2 separate regions of the Drosophila melanogaster genome follow, and region 1 is linked to region 2. The links are chromatin contacts, called in public Hi-C maps. All regions are on one chromosome and are shown on one strand. The core of a region is the stretch at or near the end of the contact, and the rest is flanking DNA. Distances in the headings are between cores, read along the strand shown. Region 1 overlaps unc-13-4A (unc-13-4A,). Region 2 holds the start of Dscam2 (Down syndrome cell adhesion molecule 2).

Region 1 (6,053 bases), core at 1,019-3,518, 100 kb after region 2:
AAGGCCGGAGCAGGAGTTCCCTTTGATAAATTCGCCCAAGAAGGGTCACCTGCCTTGTGCAGCTGTCTGTTAAATTGCTTAATTTGTTAGGGCGAAAAGCAGAGAGCTAAGGGAAAGCACAAGCGTTACACGCAATCCTTCGAACAACGGGGCGTATGAGCAATTTGCGCAAATGCAACAGAAATTCAATTAACTTGCTGGATTTGCGGCTATCAATTACAAAGGTTTGCCATCAAAACATGCTGCACTTATGGCGGATGCGAGAAACCTTTGGACCATCGTTCTTAAGAATAACCAGTCAGGGGGAAAATCAACAGAAGATCTCAAGAGTCGAGCACTTTCCACTTTCCGCAGAAACATTAATGCAAGTTTTGCGTACTGTAAGGAATGTAATTAAATATGGCTCGGCTTTCAATCGAAATTTCCATATGTAAGAGGGTTTCTTACCCTGCCAGCTTCATCGCATGTCTAAGGGGACCATGGAATGGCCAATTAAAACTATCAAATTACGTATAAGCCTAGCGAGGCGTACGCAGGCTGCCTAATTAGACGCAGGTCTTGAACAAAACTCAAGTAAGGCATCTTACAAGGTACACTCAAACAAATAAGCTCAAAATTTAACAATACTGATTTTGGCGTTAACTTTATTGCGTTTGGTAAATTATTGAAAGTAAATTTATATATGCAAGACTGGTTACTACTGTAAGGTATACTGTAAAAGAATTTTTAAAATATATCAAACACTTTAAATTTCTCTCAGTGTCCTCCCACTCCCAGAGGACACTGGATCCATCCATTGACTATATTTGCGGTTGGCGCAAAAATGTTTCCGCCAATGAGGAATGTGTGGCCCTGGAAATTGGAGGCGCGTCACACACATACGCATGCATAATTAATGTGCCTTGTATATCTATGTGTGCGTGTGCTTGTGTGTGTTTGTGTGTGGTATGTGTGTCCTATTTCGGCTAATTGTGAAGTGTGGCCAAAACCACGGAGTGGCTGAAGCGACACACACAGGCCGAGTCAACGTTTAATTGTCGCCTTTGATATTGCAACAATTTGAAAGTGCCTGCCGCTTGAACACTCCTGCCACAGATGCTTTGGCCGCCTTTAATTACAAATTCCAAGCATGCTTGGCTTATTCAAAATCGATGGGGAAATTACGCCTGCATTTGTTCGTACTGGTTGTGGCCCCAAAACTAAGTACAAACTTTCGATAAACTCTTTATGCTGCTAATTAATGCATAGAATGGCTGAAATTTGTGAAGCACTGGCCAAGCAACTTTTAGGAGTTTTCTTTTGAATTTTTCGTTTTTACTCTAATTTGGATAAAGAGCATAAGACTTAATGAGTAAAAAGTCAAAATTTCAAAATTTTGTACAAGTCTTAAAATTGTGTGATGAAAAAACTTCTAAAGCAGTAACTATGATATCCATTCCCGAATTCATCGATTTCTCATTTTAAGAAAAGACTCGCTTTCTTATAATTTCTTTTATTACCATTTTTAAGGTCCCTTTAAATTTGTTTGATTTAATAATTTGTTATACTAATTGGCCTTTAAGCGTTTAGAACCCCCAAAATATCTCTCCCCTTTCAATTTCCAACCCACCTCTTGACCATGTGCGCTGAACTTGAAAGTCACCTTGCCTTTGTTTGATGCGTTTTTTGACGCCAATCAACGCCATGGGGAGTGCTAATGGTTAAGATCCCCCCAACAATAAATGTGTGTATGGGTCTAGCAGCGCTTTGTTTGGCTTTGACATGTCAAACAGCGAACAACAAAAGTGGGGGCAAAGGAACGAACGCAACAGAACGAAGATGTTGCAGTAGCACCAGCAGCTTCCACAGCTCAACATTGTTGCAAATTACAAGAAAATCCAAAACGGCTCAATGCACAACATCTCCTGGGGGCATAAGGGGTGATTCGGGGTTGAAGGTTGAGGGGGGTGGGGGCATGACAGACTTGAGGGGTGAGTGGGGCGAAGATGGGTTATGGTTCTGCCAGACGTTCAATGTTTCCAACTCGTTGAGCTCGGCTTTAAGTTCATTTTTACTGGGTTACCAAAGGACCATCATAAAAATTGCTTTTCAGCTTCTGCTTCTGCTTCGTTCTGTTCGGTACTGTTCTGGATTTTTTCTCCATTGGCCTTTATGCCGACCGGGTTTATTGTTTGCTTTCATTGCGTTTTGTATTAACCCATTCCCGTTTGCCCCGTTCAAAGTACAAAGTCTGCAATTAAGGGCGCTGCGGCTTATTTACGAACTTGGCCGGCGTACGCGGCGTATGCGCAATGCACACATCGCGTGCGGAGCAATGAAAATGTATTTTTGTACTGCACATTCAGGCTTTTGTTTGCTTAAATGCTTGGTAATTAAAACGTGTTGGTGCCAGTGGTACAGTGCGGAATTTTCGCAAACTATGTGGGATTTTTGCTAAGGTCAGGTGCATTCTGGCACTCGAAATGCCAGGCAGACTTAAATGGGAAACTAATTTCGCACAATGTTTGCTTTATGCTTAATTATTATCACTAACGTTGAAATGCAATTTGGCCAGCAGCATTATAGTCATCTTAATGTTTTGGTTAACTAACGTTTAAGTTAATTGCTTAAAGCGAACTGAATTAAAGTTTCTCTGAATGCAACAGTAATTCCCTTGGTAAAATATCCTTTAACATTTCTGCGACAAACCATTAGCCGATTGGCGGCGAAATTCCGCTTAAAGAGGGGCTTGGTTCGTGCCCAAGTAATCTGTATTTCATTCCATTCGGTTTTTATGATTTATTTTCGTTAAGGACCCTTTATTTTTGTTGTGTTCGGCCCTCATATACATTTTTCATTATTCTGCTTTTCACATATATATTGGCCATGTATTTTTATGTGACGAAATGCCTGATGGCATTCGGTTGGCACGGCGATGTCAACAGAACGTTAAGCGGGATTAGGACCGCCGCTTTGCGCTTTTGTTTTTCCGAATGTCGCCAACATCATCAACAAGGTGACATAAGAGGAGTGAACAAATAAAATCCAAAAAAAAAGAACGAAGGCACAAGATTGCGCCTCACATTCTAACGCTCTTAACGTGGCCATATTTTGCATATGGCTTTAATGGCGGCTTAGCAGCGTAAAAATAGCAAAAGTCGCTAAAACGCCGGATGACTGGATGTGTGTGTATGGGTGGTGGCGAAAACAAGGCCAAGACAAAGGAAGATACTCGCACAAAAGTGGCTCTTGTACCGACAGCTTTGTTGTCTGGATGCCACACGCTGCTCGAGGCAGCCAAAATGCGCAGGAAACTTCGGCCCAAGAAAGCGGTGGAAAGTTGCTGAGTAGGCAGGCAAAATGGGTTAAGGATGGGCGGATGGTCCAATTGCTACTGTCAGCTGAGCAAAGTTTTTAATTAAAATAACCGAGCAATAAAACAGCGCAACGAACGAACACACACAAACACACACATTCGCTCACAGAAAAAGGGAGCCATGTTAAATGGGAAATTAGCAGCGACAACTTCTCCTGGTCACATGCATAACGTATACGCCATGATGGCCGTGTCCTGCGACGCAATTAAAATTTAACGGCACCCGACGCATTTCGTTGCCTATTTCTTATTTTGTTTTCCATTCAACAGTACGTCCTCTGAATATTTATTGTGGCAAAGGTCAATGCTATGGCCTTGAACCCTTTGCCCCGTAACCACGCTCAAAGAGACCACTTAAAGGTCTGAAATTTGCGAGGGCTTCACGCTTGGTCAGACAATAGCTAAACCGTCGTTGGGACTCATTAAAAAAACATAAATCAAGCCGCACTCCAACGGCCTGCAGTTAAAAGCTATCGCAATGCATAATGAAAATTGTCCGAGCGAAAAACAGTATTTCGTAGTAAATTGAAATTGCTCGGACAAACTTGGATTTAAGCAGCGATGTGCGGCGGGAAAATGCAAAAAAAAACAACAAAATTCACAGCTTGTCAGGGCGGGAAAAGAAAAAGCGTGATGATGCGTTGGCGTGCGGCTCGCAGCTCTGCAGCAAGATTGATTGATGACATGACGTCAATTTGCCAGAGCCACTCAGTCTCGGTCCTCCTGAAAGCTCCACCAGCATGAATGCAAAGGGATCGAGGATCCAGGACCCAATGTGGACAACCAGGGGCGTGACCAGCGACATGGGCCTCGACCATGGCGATGACGATGAAAAGACAATGAAAAAGGCATTAAAACTGCGGTCGGACCGAAGGAAAATATTATCACTCCTGGCGGGATGAGGGATGATGTGCCACACGGGGGCGTCCTTGTGGTGCATGTTATGGCCTGTTTGTGGGCGTGGCATTTGAATATAATAATAAACACAACTAAGCCCCGTGGAGCTAACGAAGTTGGGTGTTGTTTTAATGACGCAGGTCGAAAAAGTAGCAAAGGCCAAAGGAAAACATTTGAGAATAGAATCAATGTAGAATGTAGAGAATACAAAACACAGAAGTATAACTATATTTGATAAGTCAACGTTATTACAACGTTAATATATATGTTTCAATTATGAAATCCTTCAAATCAGCATAGTTTTTCCAACAATAATCTTTTAATTCACCCGCACTAATGAGATAATTCCATCGGACTTCCTCATTTTCCTGTCCATTACCAGCAATCATTATAATAACGATAACTCCGCTGTTTATTATCCTCATAGGCTAGCGTTATGCATGATTAATAAGGTTGGCATTTGTTATGGTTGTTATCCCTCCTCTTTCGTCCCGTGACTGCCATCAAAATTATGCATAATTGGTGTCACTGTCACCCAGACCGGCATCCCACTCGTTTCCCAACAGGGACAAGGACAACGAAGCCCTGGGACCATCGCACCCATGCGGCGACTATCTCAATTTAAAACAAAAACATTTCGGCGCAGTCGAGAGACACATTCCTGCGGGTGTTTAATGAACATTTTTCCACACACACACACACCTTGAAAATTATGCAAAAATAAATTAAAGTTTCATGTGGGCAGCCCAACAACTTTACTTTGTTGCCACGCTCAAAAAAAGAAAAAAAAAACCGAAAGAAAAAGACCTAGGAAGCCCATTAAATGCGAAATAAAAACCCGTACCGTAAAAATGAAATTTTAAACACATACCGTTGGCGCAAACAATTCGATGGCACGAGAAAGAGGGCATCATCAGTTGAGTTGAGTTGAGTTGAGTTGTCCTTGCTGGGGACTATCGAGTCTACTACATCATGCGGGGCACGTCCGCTAATGCTGCGACTGCAAAGATAAAAACCAAGATATAAAGCATAAAAATCGGCCCGGCAATTACTTCAAGTGATGGCTTTCTAATTTAGGGCTTAATTTGTGTGGATTTAAGGCGCGGTGCGGTAGCAAATATTTTTTTAAGCCCGGCCATCAAATGGCGCCGAAATACAGGCGCAGACAAAGGCACCGTGCAGGTAAGAAATTCGCAACACTTTATGGACAGCCGGGCCAAAAATACCGTGATACCCTTCGGGCACGTTACGTATACGCCCCCAAATGACATGTACATAAATTTAATGCTAGAAATGCTTCGCTCGACACGACTCGACCCTGTGTGTCTGTGTCTGTCTTATTTTCGTCCTTTTTTGCCTTTTTTGGCTCGCGCACACACATACACACACCATCTTATTCGCTGTCGTCGCCGTAACATTTCCGCTTTCGGTTGCATGAGTATCCGTTTCCGTTTTGCTGAGGCCACGCACTTAACTTGGTCCGCCATTCGTGTCCAAAAATAAAGTAAATTAGAGTGCGCGACTCCCAGTTCGAGTTCGTTTTTTATGCCATTAATTGTGTTTGCCTGTTTAAGATTGAGGGTGCTCCTCGAAGGGCAGCCAAAATCCATGTTTGATTGCCTTGGCAGCGGAAAGATTGACGGAATGGGATTGTAGGATTGTCGAAATTGGAATTCGGTGGAATTCAAAGCGGCAAATTACTCAAATGCACTACATTTCTCTGATACTTTTATAGCAATTGGTGAATATTTAATATTTCAAATATTCTTGAAATTAATTCATTCCCATTTTCAAAACACAA
Region 2 (5,762 bases), core at 1,015-3,514:
GGTGAACATTTAATATAAACTTTATCCCTTGCACTTCATTAATCCTACAACAAATTAAAGCGTTTGTCATAAACGGTTTAAAACATAATCAATCATAGTGTGCGGTAAAACTTTTGCTTTGGCCATAATTTTTCATAATTTTCCCATCACAAACTCGTACCGTTTTTCCCCCAGCTCGAATCTAATCGGATTTTCGCCATTGTTGTTGTCGGGTGCTGGTGATTTTATATAACGTATTATATTTTATGATTATCTGCATGAAAATGGAATAACAACACCGAAAAATGTGAGCCATCTCTCACAACGCCGGAGCAAAAAAGTGTGTACGCTTAGACGTTGAGCAACAATTTCATTTGCATATTTTTCATTTGCTCCTGGCTCCATCGAGGGTGCGAATAAATACGTTTGTGGACGAGTATGAATCATGAAATATCTGTGCGGCATTTCGATATTTTTTTATATTTTTATTATTATTATTTTTTTTTTTTGGTTAGCGAATAGACATGTAAGCCAGTCAGCAACGAATGCCAGAGCTGGGCAATGAAAACTGGAAAATATCAAATTTCCAAAAGAGGTTTTCGCCCCACACTCATGGCTCTTCGGATATGAAAAGGTCGGTGGGTCGATCGAGTGTTCTGCTCCTGACACATTTCATTAGCCTGTCCCACACACACATTCAAATGCACAGAGAGAAAATATTACAAAGATTGTGACTGAGGTGAAAAACCTATTTAAAAAGCATTTTGTTAGATTTTGGCATAGACACGACAAAAACATGGTTATCCGATTGATATACAATTTAAAAAAAAATTATTTAGACAAAATATATTTTTAATATAATAAATTTTAAACGGATAACGTTTTAAAAAAATTTTGACATTTTGAACTCCCATTTCTTTGGCATTTATTCTCTCTGTGTATACACACATATAACGAGTAGATGGGATAGTCGTTTTGTGTGGCATAAATTGACGCCTGGTTTTTATCATAAGGCAATTTTATATTATGCTTGGGCATTTCGGCTTTAGTTTTTCTGGCAATTTTATGGTCTCCGGTCTTGGTCCTGGCCCTGGTCCTGACTGCTCCATAAAGAGACCAAGTCATTTGCACTTAGTTCTGGGCTAGCGACACTCGTATATAACATATAAATTATAGCACCTCCTCACACGCATGAATCACCATAAATTCAGGTCTTTCTGCGCCACTGAAGATTTGCCTTTAAATGATAATAAACTGAGTAATTGCCTTGACTGAAGATAATTCTTGGCCGACTCTTTTCTCTTTGCCGCCTAAGCCGCCAAGAGTATCCCGCAAAAGCCCCCAAATCCTTTTGTTTTACTCGCAAGACTTAATAATAAGTTCCGTTTCGGAGGCGTAAGCCGAGTTACGAAAAGGGAAAAATAACACGCCGACAGCTGTTGGGGCTTATGGTTGGAAAATCGCACGCACACTGCCGGTGCCGGAAAAACAAAAAGCACTAAGCATAGCAATACTTTGCGGCGCGTGCCGAGCGACTTAGGGAAAACCAAGAAGAGGCGCCTAAAATGCCGGCAGGCCGGCTTAAGAGTTTTCCCGGAGAAAAGTTGATGGTGGCACCTACCCAGATTGAGCAGCAGGAGAATCACAAAGAAGCGGCTACTAATCCACATGTTTACCGGCTTCTGTTTTGATTCTGATTTGAATTTCGTTGAAATTTTTGTTTTATTATTTGTTATCTTTTTTGATTTGCTGGGTTTTTAGCTGAGCTTTTTTTTTTCAGGAATTTTTCGTGGGCAGTGAGCTGTACAATTTTGATTTGGCTTTTGCTTTCGAGCGATTTTACATTGCAGACACTTGACTCCTCTTCTCACATATTTTTGGCACTTATGTATCTTTCAGATTCTTTCTATTCACTTTGGTGATTTGGTGTTTGCATGATTTGATGTTTTGTTATGTTTTAGGGGACTGCATGGCCCGGTGCCGGCACACTTTGCTATACGAAAACTAGGCACTCTCCCGCCAGGACAACCGACTGCCAGCAAGGACTCGACTTGACTGCGCGCCGCCGGAACCGAAGTGTTGGCCAAGTTAGGAGCTCTTACACCATAAAGTAGAAGCACTTTCACACACACACACACACGCACTCCGCGGCTCTCTTCCACGCTCTCTTCGGCGAGAATTCACCACACGCAGTCACTTTCGGCACTCAGTCCCGATGCATTTTCAATCCAACTTCCGTCGTCCACCAGAGCCGTGCGTATCCTTCGAGCCTCGAACAGCAACTGCCGGATGCGGCGACCACCAGCTCTTTGATGGCTCATTTCAGTGGTGCAGTTGGCAGCACCGCCAGTGGCTGCTCTCAGCGCATGCGCACCACCATTTGTTGTCTGTGGTTAGGTACGACCTTTTTGGAGCGTCGTCGAAGAAACAGCTGTGTTTACACTGGACCACTTGGGTGGTGCGGCCACAGAGGAAAATAGGCGGTTGGGTGGTTGGGCAGTGGTGCGGCCACATGCGTGAGTGCCTAGTTGAATGTTTCAATTATTTCGGCCAGCTCCATCTTGCCTTGCCATAGATTAGGCATCATGAATTCAGCTAGACTGATGATGACTCTTTCGAAATCGAATTGGAATGGGCTAAGAATCTCATTTACTTTCAATTAATCGAGCATCATCCCATAAATTTGCTTTCAATTAATAACGCAATTTGTTAAGTTCAACATCGACTTTGCCAGCATAATTTACTTGGCATTATGCATAGCAATTTTACACTTAAGTCCCTTCCTGCCAGCGCATAAATGTTGTCTACTTTTTGGCCATTTCGCCTAATGAGCATCAGGGGAAATTATGGCCAACAAGGTCGGGTCTTTGCTCGTACCAGGAAAAAAGTGCCACCACAACAACGCATTCAGCCAGCTGCCAAGATTCATTATGTTAAGCGCCAAAGTGTGCTATTTCAAGTTTTTAGCACTCAGAGAAAAAACACTAAGAAAAGATTTAATAACAAGGGTATATACGTATATAATGTAATATATATAATATAACAATAATGTCATAAAAAAATGTTCTATGATTCAATTTGACAGATACATTTTATATAACTTTCCCCATTTTGCAATTTTCAGTGCACTGAATTATTTGTGTACATTTGGCGCTGGCCAATTTCTTGTTTTTGGGACGCGTGAGCGCGTAAAAAGCGGCGAATGGGGGCTTTGGATCGGGTTTTGGCCCACATTAGGCGTGCCAAGGACAGTGGATGCCGCAGCCGCCGCCGCAACAAAGGCAGCAACAATAAAACATAAGCCGAAACGTGTTTGCTTGCCAAATTTATTTTGGACCCGTTAGCATTTCCCACGGCAACACCGAATGCCAAACACCAAACAGTCAGGCAGCAAACAACAGACAACAAGCAACAGTAACCATATTCATGAGTCCTGTATGCCATTCAGTCTGTGAGAGTGTGTGTGTGTGTGTGTGTGCCAGCGAGTGTGACTTGCATTTGTGAGCGTGACGTTGTCCGTGGTGGTAATGGTAATGGTGTTGCTGTTGGTATTGGTGTTAGTATTGGTACTGGTGTCGCTGCTAATGACAACGGGACCGCGTTGCGCATCAACGAACGACACCAAAAAGTCATTGACTCATTGAGTTTTGTCCCGGTGAGCATTTGTGCATGTATATGTGCTATCGGAAGTTGCAAGGCAGACCCTTTGCATACCCTAGACTTAAATATACACTGATATTTATACAAATAGTTTTGGATACTTACTAACTAAATTAGTTGTTACGCTAATGTATAGATATGGTTCAATATGTCTTTGCATAATAGTGTAAATAATAGAGGGTATATAAATATTCGATCTTAGGCTGCCCCACTTCTTTCAACTTTCCGTTTGCCGTCACACTCTTTGGCTCAAGCAGCGTTATCGTGTTTGTTTGTTGGTTGCCTGGTTGGCTGGCTGACAAACTGACAAACTAACAAACTGACGAACTAACAAACTGGCAAAATGGCAAACTGACTGACTGCCAATGCGTGTCTGCACACGTTGGCAGCTTTAACCGGAGTAAATGCAGTCAACGGGCAGCAAAAACAACAGCGCTCCGTTATGGCCACTGTTTCATTTTTGCCACTCGCCCCACTCTGTCATCATTAGAGTTGGGTCAGGTGGGGGGGTGGCAGCTAGTGTGTTGGTGGGTTGGTGGATTGTGTACATTGGTGGGCTTGGGTGGGTTTTGTAGGCCCGCCAGGTGCCTTGGCACTTTCGACCGCTCCCCATGTCCATGCATCGTGCCAAAGGGATACAGGAAAAAGGACTCCCCAGCGGGGCTATAAATTTGGGAGCAGAAAAGTAACTTTCGAGGCAGCTCCTTTAAAATTCTAGTCTATTCAGTTCAGTTGGTCATTCGTTTCTTGGCTCACAATGCAATGCAATGCCAGGCTTTGTTCGGATGCATTCAATGCACTGGCTCATATCCGATGCTGGCCACTGGTCACTGTTGGCCTGTCAACCCACTTCTATAAATCTGCATAACAATTATGATGCTGGTAAGTTTTAGAATCGATAGGAAGTAGGGGAGTGCACGGAATATAAGTTAAATTTATATGCAGACTACGGGAAATTAAAACCATTTTGTCTCTAGGTATTTCAGTACAAAATCGGTATTTGTTTACTATATATTGATTTCGTTAATACATTCAAAATATGTATCAGTAACTTTTTATCATATAAGTAAGTACTTATTTGGGGTTACTAGATCAGTTCATCTTGCTCGAGAATTGAAGACATTAACAATTAAACTAATACGTATTCTCTAGGCCATTTGCATATCTTGAAGATTGTTTTGTGCAATCCCAGCTCGATTTCATATCTTCTTTTGACAGTGCATGCATGCAAAACGATAGATTTGGCTCGGACTACGGCCATAACCATGGGCTATTAACTGTGCCGGCTGGCCATGTCCTCCGACAATTTCTAACAATGCGTTGGCAGCTGGGCAAAAAGGCGGACTTATCTGCAGGGAGCGCGGTGCTGTTGATGCCGTTGTTGTTGCAGTTGTTTAACGTGGCATTTATGCGCCTGTTTGCTCAACGTTTTGTATGTAGGTCAACATTTGCACGCTCTATGACTGACGTCAACATGGACCGGGAATGTCCTGCCACCCGGCCTCACCCATCTTACCCATTATCCTGTGTGCCACCCATCCTTGTCCGTTTCCGTTTCCCGTGTTTATGTTGCTGTTGCTGCAACACCTCCCAACGCCCCATTTTCGCTGCTCTCGTTGTTATGGCAAACACCCACGATGCCTATGTAAAAGCAGCAGCTGACCAAGACCAAACCTGCCGCACCATCGTATGAATTGTGCGTTATATAGCACCAATATATATATGTGCAACACCAACACATATCTATATACAAACATGTATATGTATATATATGTATATGTAGGCGCATTCACTATTGATTTTCATTTTTGCGCGTTTTACAACAAGCTTTGTTGCATTTTATTTGCCCTGTCATTGACAGCAGTCGCCAGCAGATTGTGAGTGTGAGTGCTTTTCCTGCTGCACTCGCCCACTCGGCCAACCCGTTTTGTAGCATACTTTTTTGGGCGTTGTCCACTGCATTTTTAATTGGTATACAGCTGGCCGTGCGCGAACTCATGTGAGTTGAAAATGCGACGACGGCCGCGGCTCTCGGCTGCACTTGAAAAACGCAATCGTCAACGCGTTTTACATGTTTTTCAATTTCATCCGCAGAAAGAAATTCATCCTTTTGCGGCGTTTTT

What was found. A called contact is a pair of places that touch in the nucleus more often than the background predicts.
Region 1: a contact with region 2 is called in a Hi-C map of the Kc167 cell line, with 2.2 times the contacts expected there. A contact is called at or near these places in 32 of 107 Hi-C or Micro-C datasets (the Clone 8 cell line, the Kc167 cell line, the PNm cell line and 15 more).

Annotation. Positions count from the first base shown.
Region 1 is chr3L:7,289,668-7,295,720 of dm6, forward strand. unc-13-4A (unc-13-4A,) reads right to left here. Exons shown (of 13, transcript NM_001274575.2): 3 at 5,124-5,252. Among named protein-coding and RNA genes, the nearest start is that of unc-13-4A, 20 kb to the right of the region's middle.
Region 2 is chr3L:7,187,667-7,193,428 of dm6, forward strand. It overlaps Dscam2 (Down syndrome cell adhesion molecule 2), which reads right to left and starts at 2,265. Exons shown (of 21, transcript NM_168196.4): 1 at 1,601-2,265. The coding sequence starts at 1,649.